Linked DNA regions of Mus musculus: regions 2 and 3 are each linked to region 1. Evidence: chromatin contacts called from public HiChIP or PLAC-seq and promoter capture Hi-C data. All regions are on one chromosome and are shown on one strand. Each heading gives the region's core, a stretch centred on a gene start, on an enhancer-like site or on the middle of the called end of the contact. The rest is flanking DNA. Distances are from core to core; before and after follow the strand shown.

The links. HiChIP or PLAC-seq counts read pairs in DNA pulled down with a chosen protein or histone mark. Capture Hi-C pulls out chosen DNA fragments and counts their contacts.
Region 2: a contact with region 1 is called in an H3K27ac HiChIP or PLAC-seq map of thymic regulatory T cells, with 7 times the contacts expected there. The contact joins the enhancer-like site here to the promoter of Pfkfb3 in region 1. A contact is called at or near these places in 1 of 39 promoter capture datasets (hippocampal neurons), 1 of 484 Hi-C or Micro-C datasets (cerebral cortex) and 10 of 115 datasets of contacts at active chromatin or transcription factors (the NIH/3T3 cell line, astrocytes, bone marrow-derived macrophages and 5 more).
Region 3: a promoter capture Hi-C map of adipose tissue shows a contact between it and region 1. The contact joins the promoter of Fbh1 here to the promoter of Pfkfb3 in region 1. A contact is called at or near these places in 1 of 39 promoter capture datasets (pre-B cells), 14 of 484 Hi-C or Micro-C datasets (B cells, CD4 T cells, the N1E-115 cell line and 6 more), 3 of 115 datasets of contacts at active chromatin or transcription factors (the SCID.adh cell line, memory CD8 T cells and microglia) and 2 of 9 other capture datasets (adipose tissue and liver).

Annotation. Positions count from the first base shown.
Region 1 is chr2:11,500,049-11,504,747 of GRCm38.p6, forward strand. Pfkfb3 (6-phosphofructo-2-kinase/fructose-2,6-biphosphatase 3) reads right to left here and starts at 2,042. Exons shown (of 18, transcript NM_001177753.1): 1 at 1,577-2,042. The coding sequence starts at 1,652. Gm52500 (a long non-coding RNA gene) reads left to right here and starts at 1,962. Exons shown (of 3, transcript XR_003953759.1): 1 at 1,962-3,458; 2 at 4,106-4,228.
Region 2 is chr2:11,116,237-11,120,935 of GRCm38.p6, forward strand. No RefSeq gene overlaps it. Among named protein-coding and RNA genes, the nearest start is that of Prkcq, 54 kb to the right of the region's middle. Within about 2 kb of position 2,620, at least 26 of the 459 cell types and tissues checked have an H3K27ac peak or open chromatin away from gene starts, as enhancers often do. A contact at or near this core is called in memory CD8 T cells, microglia and thymic regulatory T cells, where this site is marked.
Region 3 is chr2:11,775,266-11,779,964 of GRCm38.p6, forward strand. It overlaps Fbh1 (F-box DNA helicase 1), which reads right to left and starts at 2,320. Exons shown (of 21, transcript NM_015792.2): 1 at 2,167-2,320. The coding sequence starts at 2,167. It overlaps Ankrd16 (ankyrin repeat domain 16), which reads left to right and starts at 2,488. Exons shown (of 7, transcript NM_177268.4): 1 at 2,488-3,637; 2 at 4,412-4,632. The coding sequence starts at 3,324.

The sequences.
Region 1 (4,699 bases), core at 792-3,291:
ACAGCAATTCTGTGCAAATCTCTGAGCTCCGACAGACGTGCAAGCTCGTGGAATCTAGCGATCAGGGTCTGCAGCCTGGGGGAGGCCCCGCTGCACGGTGATGTCTTTCACTGAGCCAGTGTCACTGAACTTGGGTTCTTGCAAAAGCTGCCATGGTTCTCTCAGACCCAAACAAGGGAAGAATGTATTCTGCAATCACATGGCTGTACACATACATAGAAAACCAGGCCCTATTGTTTGACCAATTTCAGTTTAAAAAATAGAAAACGCTATAATCTGCCTGACTAAAAAGTCCAGAAGCAGCATGCTGTCTAAATTTGACCAACTTACCAACTTTCCCTGTTTTTATTATTATTATTATTATTATTATTATTATTATTATTTATTGACAGGGTCTCACTGTGTAGTCCAGGTTCATGATTCTTTGACCTTAGTTTCCCAGCTACAGTGTAATGAGATTATAGGTGTCCCACAGGCTTGGTTTTACCCTGGGGCATTTTCATAAAGGTGGCCCCGGTGCATAAACGTGTCTGACAGGGTTTGGGGAAGAACCCTTGCCAAGCCCTTACCTCTGACTTACTTGAGCAAAAGAAAAGGAGACTGTCTTGGGGACAGAGTTCCACCGAAGCCCACAGGTCCAGCAGGGAAGACCTGCTAGAGGTCTCATACTGCACCACAGGGAGGCAGGGAAACCAGTAAGTGACTCAGACCCACAAAGCTCCGAGAGCTGTCATGTCCTGTGATGGCCATCCTGAGAAACGTGACAGCAGAGAAACCTACCCTGCAGCCTGGTGTTCCAGTGTCCCAGGGTGACAGGAAACCACCTCCCAGTTTTGCCAGTAGATTCTCAAACTACAAACGTGATGTGAGCAACGTGTCCACTGGGCAGCTCGCTCCTGTTTACCCCCGTGGGCTCCTGGGCCTGCTGCCTGGGAGGGAAGCATTGCCTTAGAGCAATTCCATCCGCTCTTCCCAGAGGCACCTCTTCCTATCTAGGGATGGAAGTGAATGAAACCTTCCCAAATCGTTCACAGCAGCAACAGGTGAGGCACTAAGAGAAACTGCCAGCAAATTCCGTGCTCCGGGTAAACGAGTGCGTCTGTAATACAACACTAGTCACCAACCCATAAACCATCCCTGCAACCAAGGATCTGCAGTCACGGGAGTGACGGCGAAGATGGAAATATACAGAGGTGCAAAGATCCGAGGAAGAAAAAAGACCGTGAACCAGAGGAGACCCAAAGAAAAGGGGGCGTTGGTGTGGGCGGCCGCGCCCCTGCTGCAGTCGGCCAGGGTGACTCCGGAGCAGCCAGGTCTCTCCAGCCTCTGGGAGGCGCTGGCCCAGAGAGCCCAGGCCGGGCCGGGCACACAGGAGGTTTCCGGAGCCACAGCGCCCCTTCTGCCCAGCCTGGGAGACGCAGCCGGCCGCCACCCCCGCCTCGCCGGGCCGGGCCGACCGGCACGAGTGCGCTTCCCGCAGAGGGGAACCGGCACAAAGCCGCTGCACACACAATGGCCGGGCTCTGCACGCGGCGCAATCTACAACCTAGCCCCCCACGTGGCTGCCTGCACTCACATCTGGGCAACGAGGGTCGGTGATCGACGGGCACCCAGATCTTCTGTACCCGGCTCTGGGTCAGTTCCAACGGCATCTTCGTAGCTGTATTCGGCGACCCGCCACCCCTGGAGGAAAGACTCCGACTTGGGGAGAAGAGCAGCAGCAGATCCCCCCGGAACAAAGGACAGGAAGGGTGCGTCCGCCTGCACGCGGCTGGGCGCTCCCTTGCACTGCTTTGGAAAATGTGCTTTGTGCGGAGTCTCGGAGGAAGGATCGCCTGAGCGGAGACACGAGACAGATGAGAGCGGCGTGGAGTTGCGGCTGCTGCACTGCTGACTAGTCGGCTCTGTTCAAAAGCTCAGGGATGCTCCAGCGCAGTGACAGCCACGGTCCCAACACCCAGCACTGCCACTTGCTCCTCTCCAGTTCTGTCGGGATGCCACACGCACTGCCCGGCCTTTTAAGATCTGACCGGTAGCGCGGCGCGTCAGCCTCGGGGCGGGCCGCATTCTTTGCGTCCCAGCCCCCTTTCACGTGGAGAGAAGGGTGGGCAAGGCCAAGAGACAGCCTGCTGCCGCCCCCTGCGGGTGGACGAGAGCAGCACGCTCTGTTCCTGCAACCCAGGCTGGTTCTTTCGTCCTCCTTTCCGTCCCTAAGTTTATTCCCTAAGGGCGCAAGACAGGAACGGAGTCCCCAAATAATTCCAGCCACTTTCCTCATCTGTGCTTGGAAGGCAGCAGCGATCTGATAATGTCCAATGTGGTTCGTTGACAGTCCTCCACCCCTACACACACACACACACACACACACACACACACAGAGCTAGAGCTATGTAAAAGCATCTTCCCAGTTCAGCCTTACAAGCCGTGGGAGCCCCAACACCATGCACCATAGTTACATGATTTGGGGACTGGCTCAGTCCAAGTGAAGACGCAGGTCAGAGCTGCCTCCTGGTAACACCTGTGCATTATCGCCCACTATGTCCCCTGCCATTGCTGACACTGCCACCTCCGGGCACGGGCGCATACTTTTCCTGAATCCCCGGGAAACATGCTTGGGTAGTGTTGCTACCCCTCACTCAGTGCTACCGTGCCTGGCGCTTGAAGGGGGGCAATAAATAAATAAGGAAGGAAGGAAGGTTCGACCGAAAAGGAACTTTGGGATGCGGGGGGCGGTTGGTATTATTTTCCCTTTCAACATGGGCCATATTCCATACCCCTTCTGCAAGTAGTGATTAAAAGTAGACCCCATTCCCTCTCCCATTACCGGACTATGAGCCCCAAAGTAACTATCAAGGGACAGCTAGATCCTAAATTCATGTCACCCACCCAACCCCCACGCGCCCGCTCTAGCACACCGGCTATATTTTGTTTGATGTGAACATGCCCTCGCTTCCTTTCCGATTTTTGCACTTTGCATAGGCTGGAGATACATGCATAACAGGCAATCGTTGAACCGCCAGAGTTCATTTATTCAGCGACGATCTAAGGGATCTTTCGGTGAGGACCGCTGCACGGGAGGCCGTGGAGACAAGACACTTTAAATGTGATTTTAGCGAAGGAAGCCTCCGCTCAGAAGATCTGCCTTGCTTAGCGCAAGCTGCACACGTCGCGGTGAAGCTGAGCTGTGATTGGAGGCGCTCGCGGAACCCCACACTGCAGTGGAAAAGTCTGCGCAGAGGCTGCCACACGTCGCGCACGTCCTGCATGCTCTGCTGGGAGGGCGCCGGCCCCCCGGCGGCGGGCGCAGCTGCTCTGTTCCCAACCCAGCCCGCCCCGCCTGGGGCCTCCGCCTTGCCTTCTCCGGCAGCCTGGCGAGCTTAGGAGACCTGGAGCTCACCTGGCGAGTAGCCCTTGGGAACCTCCCAGCTCTAACCGCCATTCCTGCACCCTGCTCTCCGGTACCACCCTCCTCAATACCTGTCCCCAACCCCAGGACAGCTTTGCTGACCTTCCGATTTCTGTGCTCAGGCAGCTGTTCAGAAAGAAACCCGGTGCATTACATTTAAACTTGTTTTTCTTCAGTGAGAGCAAATGCCAGAGGTGACACCCTAGAAAGCCCAAGGGAGAATCTCGCTCCACTCCTGAAATTAGAATGGACTGACTCGACAAGGAAAACATCTAGTAGTCTCCAGAAGGGTTCCCTTACTGGTATTTGCAAGCTGAGGGGGAGGGGGAAGGGATGGGGGTGAGAGTGCATCCCTGCCAGGAGACTCCCCACTCCCGACTCCCAATAACCATAGTGCACCTGGACGCTTGTAAAGTTTCCACTAGGTTTTCTGTTTGTTTTGCTTTGTTTGAGACAGTTTTCCTATGCAGCCCAGGCCGGCCTCAAGCTTGCTCCTTTCTCAGCCTGGTATTACAGGCCTGTGCCATGTTCCCAGGTGCCCGCTTGAGTTTGCACACACCTACAAGCCAGGCAAATGGCCAGATGTCAAAGCTTAGGAACAGATTGCTGGGAACCGCCAGGGAGAACGTGGTGGGAATGGTACCAGTGGAGAACGATCTTTTATTTCTCTTTTATCATGTTTAAATCTCTCGATTTAAGGTCAGTCCTCAAGTCAGGTGGCAGCTAAGCATTCTCAGATGGGGCAGTTTTCCTTTCCTGGAGTCAACAATGTAGTGGGTACCCAGAACAAACACTAAGTTCTCCAGTCACTTCTGCTACCAGGTAGGTAAAGGGAAATCACCTTTACCCTGCCTAGGGCTCCAGATATCTAGGAAAGGGTGGAATGTGAGGCACACAGCTGAATTCACACTTGTTTGTTGGTCCTCTGAAGCTGTCGGCTTGCAACCACAGGTAAAAGCTGTGTTTGTGGAAGGCAAAACTGCTCCAACATGATCCTCCTTAGGACCAACCTTGCTACACCTACATTCAAAGGTTTCCTCCTCAGCTTTGCTGTTTAGACATCCTTCCAATTCCTCCCTTAGTTCTGTTAATACACCCTTATCTTTACCTCAAACGCAGTCCCCTAGGGCTTCACTAACTCCCAGGTTCCCAGGTGGATATTATGAACTCAGCTCTTTAGAAGACACAGCCAAGAATGTGAACATTCTTTAAGTCGGGTGACTTATAGCCAGGTGACTCCAATCACTAGGACTGATTGACAACTTCCTTTAGATTGAGTCACAATCTAGACCC
Region 2 (4,699 bases), core at 1,370-3,869, 380 kb before region 1:
CTCCTGGCCCAGAGTGAGATGTGAGTTTATGTTGGAATCTACACTCTTTTCAAAATCAATTTTTGTTTGTTTGTTTGTTTGTTTGTTTGTTTTAGTTTTTTGAGACATGGTTTCTCTGTATAGCCCTGGCTGTCCTGGAACTCACTTTGTAGACCAGGCTGGCCTCGAACTCAGAAATCCGACTATCTCTGCCTCCCGAGTGCTGGGATTAAAGGCGTGCACCACCACTGCCTGGCTGATTATCTCATTCTTGTGATTATCTCATTCTTGGTGCTAGGAATCAAACTCGGGGTCTGGTCATGCTAGTCAAGAACTCATAAGATTAAGCCCTTCAGATACGGTTTTAATACATGCAAGCTCGGAATAAGACAGGCAAGGAGATATTAGCCCATGTGGAAATAAATATATTAATAAATCAACACAGGCAGACTAATATGAATATACTCTTTAGAAATATTTTGCACCAACACTAATAGAACATTTTGCTATCTATGTTATGTCATAAATCCTTTAAATTCCTCTTATTAAATTACTAGCACATGACCCTTATTAAACATAAAAATAAATCTATATTGTTACATTTTATTTTGTGTAAGAATAAAAAGGAAACCTTACATGACTATATTAGTCGTTGGCTCAGCATTAAGATCTATTATTACAGATAATGGATGTGCTATTATAGACAGTCAGAGAAATAATGAAGTTTGTAAGGGTTTGAATCTGTTCCTATTTAACCAGGAAAATAAAGTCTGTGTGTGCGCTCGTGTGTGTGTGTGTGCGTGTGTGTGTGTGTGTGTGTGTGTGTGTGTGTGTGTGTGTGTGTGTGTGTGTACTGTATGCCTCTGTGTGTATGTTGAGGTACAGGAATGTAGGTGTGCATGGGGGGGTGTCAAAGAGCAACCCCAACTGCTATTTCTTCAGTATTGTCATCTTGTTTTCTGAGACAAGGTCTCTCAGTGTCCTGAAACTCACCAAGCAGGCTAAGCTGTCTGGCCAGTGAGCCTCAGGTATCCATCTGTCTCCACCTCCTCGACTCTGGGAGTACAAGGCACACTACCTCGCATGTTTTTGTTTGGCTGTTTGGTTTGGTTTGGTTTTGGTTTGTTTCGGGGTGTGGAAGTCAGTTCCTTTTGCTTGTTTGACAAGTTCTGCCCTAAAACAGAAGAGGTTTCCAGTTGTCTGCAAGGAAATGTTTCAGTGGATGGTGAAGGAGGTGATAAGCCATGGAGCTGCTAGCCCAGGGAAGAGCAACAGAAGGAAACTGCAGCTACCTTTAAAATGAGGCAGAAGAAAACATTGCTACTTTCCACCTGGGAGCATCCCCACCTGAGGGACAGCTGGGACACCCTGACCTGTGCCTGCTAGGGGCTAAGTCAAAGGGAGCGGAAGATGGGAGCAGAGGTCTCCTTCAGACTCTAAAAAATGAAAGTGCCACTCTGTGACCCCCTCCTCCCAGCATGCCAACACATCACTAATGATCTGAAACTCATGCCAACTCGATGCCTATGGGAACTACTACAGATTTGAATGCTTTTCGGAAAAAGGACATTGGTGATTGGGAACATAAAGAGAAATGGGCAGTGGTTAATAGTGAAGCGTATTGTCAAAGTTTAATTACAGGACAGGGAGAGTTCAAACTGTTGTTGTTGTTGCTTTAAGTGAGACTCAGAAATGGAAAAAAAACATACAAAGGAACTGCAATACACAGAGCAGAGATATAGCATATATCATAAAGCATTATGTTCTTGTATAAGAACCTCCCTCACTGAAAACAAACTTTTCCTAAGCATAATACAGTTTTCTTTTCAATGTCAATATTACTCTTCTGATTAGTCTGTTAGAGTGAACTTGAATAGACAATACCTCTAATTTATAGAGCTTAAATTTCTTCTTCTTTGATGGCTCAGTGGCTGAAGTATGAAGCCCTGAGTTCAGATCTTCACAATTCATGTAAAAGCAAGAGCAGAGAACAGGACAGGCAGGGGAGGGGCAGGGTGGCCGATCATTGGTGGTCATTGCCAGTCAGCCTCAATCAGCCTCCAGGTCAGTGGAGAGACTCTGCCTCAGGGGAGGGGAGCAGAAACTACTCCACAGCTCTTGAATATGCACGTACACACACACACACACACACACACACACACACACACACACACACACACACACACACCTGTAGTTAAAGAAACAAAAGGGGCGTAGATCAAGAATTCGAGAGGTTCACCAAAAGCCAGGGAGAATTAGCCCCTCAAATTGAAATTTAACCAAACCATCTGACGCCCCCTGTTCCTCTTCCAGGGATCAGGAGCTTGATTCCCAGCACCCACATAGCAGCTCACAGCTATCAGTAACTCCAGTTTCAGGGGATCCAATGCCAGGCACCCGACACCCGTATGTTATACAGACATACATGCAGGCAAAGCACCCATACACATAAAATAAATAAATCTTTTTTTAAAAAAATCTCTTTCTCAGCTGAATTTCATCATTGCTTCCTGTTAAGAGGCCAATTTTACCTCCCACCCCTGCCCCATTTCTAAAAAGCATGTTCTCAATAGTTACTCTATGCTGCCCTGCCATTGCATGCTGGGAGGAAGTGGTTTTTTAGCTTTAGTTTCCTAGATGTTCAAATGAGGAGCAATTGTGCCACAGTACCTGTATCAATGGATTCCACCCAGCCACTGTGTGACCACCTGGGGCGGGTGTATGTTTTGAACTGATAAGAATTTAGATGAGATTTTTGAGTCTTGAGGGTAACACCCTTGGTTAGCTTGGGCAAATAGATGTAGTCAGTCTGCATTTGAAAGGAACAAAAATCTCTGATAGCCAGATACTAGAATTTTCCATGGAAATTAAATGTGATTTGTCTTTCCCATGGAGATGTGACCAATATGGTCATCAATATTTTTAGTGGGTCACTTGGTTGAAAGCACAGAAGTTCCCTTACCCTGAGGCCACATAGTCTCTTAAGGTCTCAGAATTTAGCACATAAGAGAAGGGGGGATCGTGAAGGGGAGAGAACAAAAGAGAAAAATATGAAAAGCTTCCCCAATACATTTTCAGACAGCATTCTTAGGGGAAGGCTTCAAGTTCACAGTCTGAAAAGTGACTTTTAATCCTGCTTTCCCACGGGCTACTTAAGCCTTCAAAACTCAGCATGCTCGCTTGGAAAACTGTAAATCAAGGCATCCCTGAATAAACTGTCCGGCTGCATAGATGCCGACAGGAAGATGTTCCGGTTTCCTCTCTGGTGCTGTGTTACTGACAGGAGATAATTTAAGCACAGAAGGCGTTTGTTTGGCTTACGGTTCCAGGTCAGTCCATCATCAAGGGAAGTCAAACCAGGAAGCCGAAACAGAAACTGTGGAGGAACCTTGCTTACTGGTTTGACCAAGCTTATATTTAGCCATCGGACTGGAAAATTCTCCAACTGAGAGCCTGCTCTCAGGTGACTCTAGGCTGTGTAAACTTGAATGTTAAAACTAGACAGTATGTGGGCTTGGGTAAAGCAGGTCTCCTCCAGAGTTCTTGAATTGGGGGACATAGTTAAAAACAATGACTGGCACCAGGCAGTGGTGGCACACGCCTTTGATCCCAGCACCCAGGAGGCAGAGGCAGGTGGATCTTTGTAAGTTTGGGGCCAGCCTGGTATTTAGAGTGAGTTTTAGGACAGCCAGGGCTACACAGAGAAACCCTGTCTCAACAAACCAAATAACAACAAAACAATTACTGGAATCGGCTCCCTCCAACCGTAATTAATTCAACACAACCAAGCTGTCAACTTCCATTCTTTGGCTGTGCTGCAGAAAACCATGTGTTTGGTGTGTGTCTGGGCATGCTCAGTGTGTCTGTGTATAATTCTTCTGAGTATGAAAAGGAAGCCAAAATGTACAAAAGTGGGGAGATGGAACCTGAAGAGACCACCTCCAGTACATAAACAGGGCCACCAGTGGAGGAATGGGGTCACCAACCTACCATCAAAGTTTTTGATGAAAATTGTTCATGCCTAAAAGAAATTCAGGGACAAAAATGGAGCAAAGACTGAAGGAAAGGCTGTCCTGGGACCAGCCATCCCATGGACAGGCACCAAACCCTGGCACTATTAGTGATGCTATGTTGTGCTTGCAGACAGGAGCCTAGTATGGCTGTCCTCTGAGAGGCTCTGTCAGCAGCTGACTGAGACAGATACAGATACCTACAGCTAGCCATTGGACGGAGGTCGGGACCCCTATGGAAGAGTTAGAGGAAGGACTAAAGGAGCTGAAGGGGATGGCAACCCCATAGAAAGACCAACAGTGTCAACTAACCTGGATTCCTGGGAGCTCCCAGTGACTGAGCCACCAACCAAAGAGCATGCATGGGCTGGTCCTTGGCCCCTGACACATATGTAACAGAGGACTGCCTTGTATGGCCTCAGAAGAAGAGGCTGTGCCTAATCCTGTAGAGATTGATGCCTGTGGGAAAGGGGATGTGGGTTAGGAATGAGATAGTGGTGGGGTGAGGTGGGTGGGTGTGGGAGCACTCTCTCAGAGGCTAGAGGGAAGAGGGATGGGGTAAAGAACTTTGGAGGGAGGTGGGAGGGGAGGTAACATTTGGAATGTAAATAAATAAAATAATTTAAAAATGATTTTAAAAAGTAAAGGAAACTGCCACTTAAGCTGATAATACACTTTTGAATCGTTTCACATTACTTAAGCTTTGCCCA
Region 3 (4,699 bases), core at 1,070-3,569, 280 kb after region 1:
AAAACAAAGGAATGGCACAATGTGTGACAGAAACGTTTCCTTTCTTCAGAACAAAACGCTAACTGACAGGCTGGAAAATGAATTTGGATCCAGAGACTACAACGGTCCTCTTACATACTGCTAAAGACACTGTCCTTTACTCATTGCATAGGCAATTCAGAGTAACGTGCTGTTTTTAAAAGCAAGGCCATTACACAGCCAAGGGTAGCTAGGCATGGAGATTGTCAGCAAAATAAGTCAGAAAGTCATGGTACCAGCTGGGCAAGAGTTGGAGAAGGCCGGAGAACAGAAGTTGGGTAGCAAGGACAGGTGAGTATCAACAAGGTGTGAAGACCAAGAGGAAAATGGAGGACAACTGACTCTGCTTGTGTAACATTAAGGGAGCTGATTTTAGCTATGTTAAAAAGCAAAGGAAGAAATGGCTGCTCTAATAATTTTTCATACACTGAAAGGCCTAAAGTTTCCATTTTAAAAATAATTTTCAGGGTTTCTTCTTGTGGTTTGGTTGTTGTTTTGATTGGTGGTTGGTCTGCTTTGTTTTGCTGAAGTAGGGTCTTAGGCCAACTAAATGCTAGGCTGATCAACTGTGTGCCATCATGTCCAGATTATTTTAAGAGGTTCTGTAGAACACCCAGTTAAAGCTCCCTCGAGTTCTATGAAACATCAAAAGTCTTCAAAGAGCATGCGAATAACTATTGACAATGTAAGAGCTGGCTTTGGTGATAATTTCTACAAGTTTTGTCAAAACCAGAACAGCAAAGAAAAAATCTAAATTTTTCTAAACTAAAGTCAGCCTGGGGGAACAGAGAAATATAAGATGGGCGTGTGTGTGTGTGTGTGTGTGTGTGTATGCGACAGTAACACATTTGAAATTAGAATTCAAATACTTTTATGTATTCATAAACCAGGAAACATGTTAAAGGACTGATCCCTTGATCCCTCAACGACATCTAAGTACCAAAGATCCATGAAACACAGCAAAAGTCAGATCGAATATCCCAATTCCATTGACAGTTAGTTACAAGGGAATTGAAGGCCTCCAAAGACCTTCACTGAAGAAATGGGCAGCTCAACCAGACAGAGAGAGAAGTACTAGCCCTACTCATAAACTTAAAGCATAAATACCCACCGCTCTCCAGAAAAATCACCAGGGCTATGGAGGCAGATTCACCAAAAATATCTAGTTTCCCAAAGGAAAACACAGAGCAAAGGAAATTCATAGAGCAGAGGAGAGGCAGAATCTAATTTAGAATACCAATTAAATAACCAATTTCATCTTTTTATAAACCAGGATTCTCGGTTTTGTTTAAAGGACCAGAAACTTAAGAGAGATAAGGCAAGACCACGTGAAATCATTTGTAAGGAAGGAGTAGGCAGCCCAGACTAGCCTCGAACCTCGAACTCAAGGTCCTCTTGCTTCAGTCTCCCAAACGTTGAGATTTAAAACCATGCAAAGTAGCAAAAAGTTTGAAACTATCAGATGCCTCAACTTTCCAATACGTGGCAAAAATCACTAACTTCATTTGGCCTTGACGTCCTTCCTCGTCTCTAAAACCTGAATGCTACCTATGGGCTGTTTATGGAATAGACAATGTCAGGCGCTTAGTGAACCAGAATGTACTGCCAAATGCAAAGAAATTGTTTTAAACCTGGCAGGAGCGACTTCCATTTTACTTCCCAAACGGAAACACCATTAGGTTAAATGTCTAGTTCCTCGAAAGGAAGCCAACAAAGCGGGCTCGGGTCTCAAAGAACCCTCCAAAAGCCCCCCAGGCCTTCTCGCGTCCCCTTAACCACCATCACCTGTTCAGGTGAGGGGGTGGGAGACTACCAAGGCGAACACCAACGTCAGGAGCTGCATACAATGACTCGCCCAAGGTCAAAAACATTACAGTGGAGACAAGCCAGGCTTGCCAGCGGCAGAGGATCTGTCTTCTCAGGTGCTGCCCCTTCCGGAGCCTCAGGGAGCGGCCAAGGGATGCGGGTCTGCAGAGAGCATCCGACCTCCTTCTGCAGGCCCACTCCTGACCACCGCGGGCGCGGCCAGCTCCTACGCCCACCCTCAGCTAGGGCCCCACCCCCGAGGCCAAGACCCCTGCGCGGGAGACCCCACAATAGGAAGTTTTCCCGGCTCGCACCCCACGCCAAGTCCACGGTCTCACGCACTATGGCGGCCCGGCCCAGGACCCCGGCGGCGACACCACCCAGGCGATGCCGCCGGACATTCAGCCTTTCCCCGACCAGCAAGCCCCTCCTTCGGCCCAGACAGCGAGCACAGACGACTGCAGACTTCCTCCGCGAGCTCCGCCTCTTCGCTGCCAAGACGCACCCTCCCACCGGAGACGACGGACAGGCCCGTGAACCAATCGAAGCACTCCGAACTGGAAGGGTCACGCGGACGGACAGACTCTGGAACCAATCCGTACGCGAAGCGGGAGGGGGCGTGGCTCAGTGTCTTGAGAGCCACGCCCCGTCTGTGCTTTCGCCACCGCGGAGGAGGCGAAGGAAACTTTCCCAGAGTTCCTTAGAGCTCCCTGGGTCCCCGCGGGGGCCCAGGAGACAGCAGCGGGCGGGGAGGGGGCTGGGGTCGGCTGCGGATTGGGTGAGGATCGGGCGGAGCACAAGGACACCGTTCCAGCTCTGAGAGGCCCCAGAAACCCTTGCTGTTGTGAGCCTGGTCAGCCGAAGGATGCGGCTGTCAGTCCGGCAGACATCCTCAGGCCAGGGGTGGGCCAGCTAGGTTCCAGGGTGGTGGGCAGCGTGCTCTCGACTGCCTGTGCAGCTACCACCGGAGCAGCCCAGCAAACATTCCCAGAAGCTGTCCGGTGGAGAGCAGACCACATCTGGGATGCGAGGCCAGAAGTCCCGCGTGCAGGACTTCGCGGTACACTGGCACCCTCCATTCTGATAGGTCTTCCGTTCCCAGTTCACTCGGGTGCAAGGGACAGCTCCAGGATGTCAGGTGCACACAGCCTTACCCCAAGCCCTGGGAGCCCGAGGCCCCACCCTGACGAGTACGCGTGTGTGATGCGCGGTAACCAGAATGACCTACGAGTGTGCATGTTGTCGCCTGAGGGGACACCATTCTACATTTGGAGACTGTGACTTCCAAACCAGGGCAAGAAGCATTAAAGACGCTAGCGGAGAGAATCTGGCTGGGGGCGGGCAGGGGGCGGTGCCGAGAGTCGGGGAAAAGGGTCACGTGGAGGAAGCGGAAGCGGAAGCGCCAGCCTTCTCTCACCTCCCAACCTATCATAGCACAGATCTGCTCTAAGACTGAACCTGGGTCTTCCTCCTACTTTTGTCCATCCTGGTCCAGGGCGATGGCTCTGCCTGGGGATCCGCGGCGCCTCTGCAGGCTGGTGCAAGAGGGCCGACTGCGTGACCTTCAGGAGGAACTGGCGGTAGCTAGAGGTTGCCGGGGGCCAGCCGGAGACACCCTTCTCCACTGTGCAGCACGCCACGGACGCCAGGATATCCTAGCGTACCTAGTGGAGGCTTGGAGTATGGACATCGAGGCTACCAACCGAGACTACAAGCGGCCTCTGCACGAAGCTGCCTCTATGGGCCACCGGGACTGCGTGCGCTACCTCCTGGGCCGAGGTGCAGTCGTGGACTCCTTGAAGAAGGCGGACTGGTAGGTGCCCAACCCACGGTCCAGAAAAGCTATATCGACACTCCCTGAAGAATCGCAGATTTTCATGTATTTTTCAGTGTGTTCGTTAGATTTATAACTTTTCTCAGCTTCTAATCTTCTCCCCGACCTCCCTTTCGTGTGGGTTTGGTTCTTTAGTTAGGGCAATCGTTTCCCGTCGAAAGAGTATGGAAATGTAATCAAGTGGAGTGAAACGGTTGAATTGTACTACTCGTGTGCCCAAGATGCGTTTTTCTGGAGACATCTTGCTAAAATTCCTGTTCACGATTACATAGTTTAATTTGCATGGCCACAGTGGATAAGTAGAGTTGATGAAATTCAGTTCGCCATGCACCGAATATTGAGTTCTTAGGCAGTTTTGTCACCTCTAGCCTTACAGAGCCACCAGCAGGGATGTTGGTGATACTCTCCCACCACTGAAAACAATTTCATTTCTTCCTAGATTGGCATCTTTTTTAGTTTCATGTCTAATTCCTAAGACCCTGTGAACTTCTTTAGGCTCATAACTTAATGAAATGCCCGCCTTCAAGTTATTTCAAGCTCTGTCAAAACATAGGGGCTGGAAAATATATCAGTTTCCCCTTGTTATTTCTCCACGGTCCTCAAAGAAGTCAGAGGCTGACAGTCTAAGGTGTTTTCCTGCCACGCCCCCCACCAGACTCCTCTAGGTTTTCCATCTGTACCAAAGACATAGGTAATGTGAAGGTTTGGCTTCTTCCAAGTGCCTCAGCTCCCTTCCATCTTGGTTGACCTTAGGACTCCTCTGATGATGGCGTGCACAAGGAAGAACCTTGATGTGATCCAGGACCTTGTAGAACACGGTGCCAATCCACTCCTGAAGAACAAGGATGGCTGGAACAGTTTCCACATTGCCAGTAGAGAAGGCCACCCTGTGATCCTCCGGTACTTGCTCACTGTCTGCCCTGATGCTTGGAAAACAGAGAGCAACATTAGAAGAACCCCTTTACACACTGCAGGTACCCCCTGCAAGCTCTGGAGTCTGTAGTGGCTTTGTGCAAGCACTGTCTACACTTTGTAGTTCAA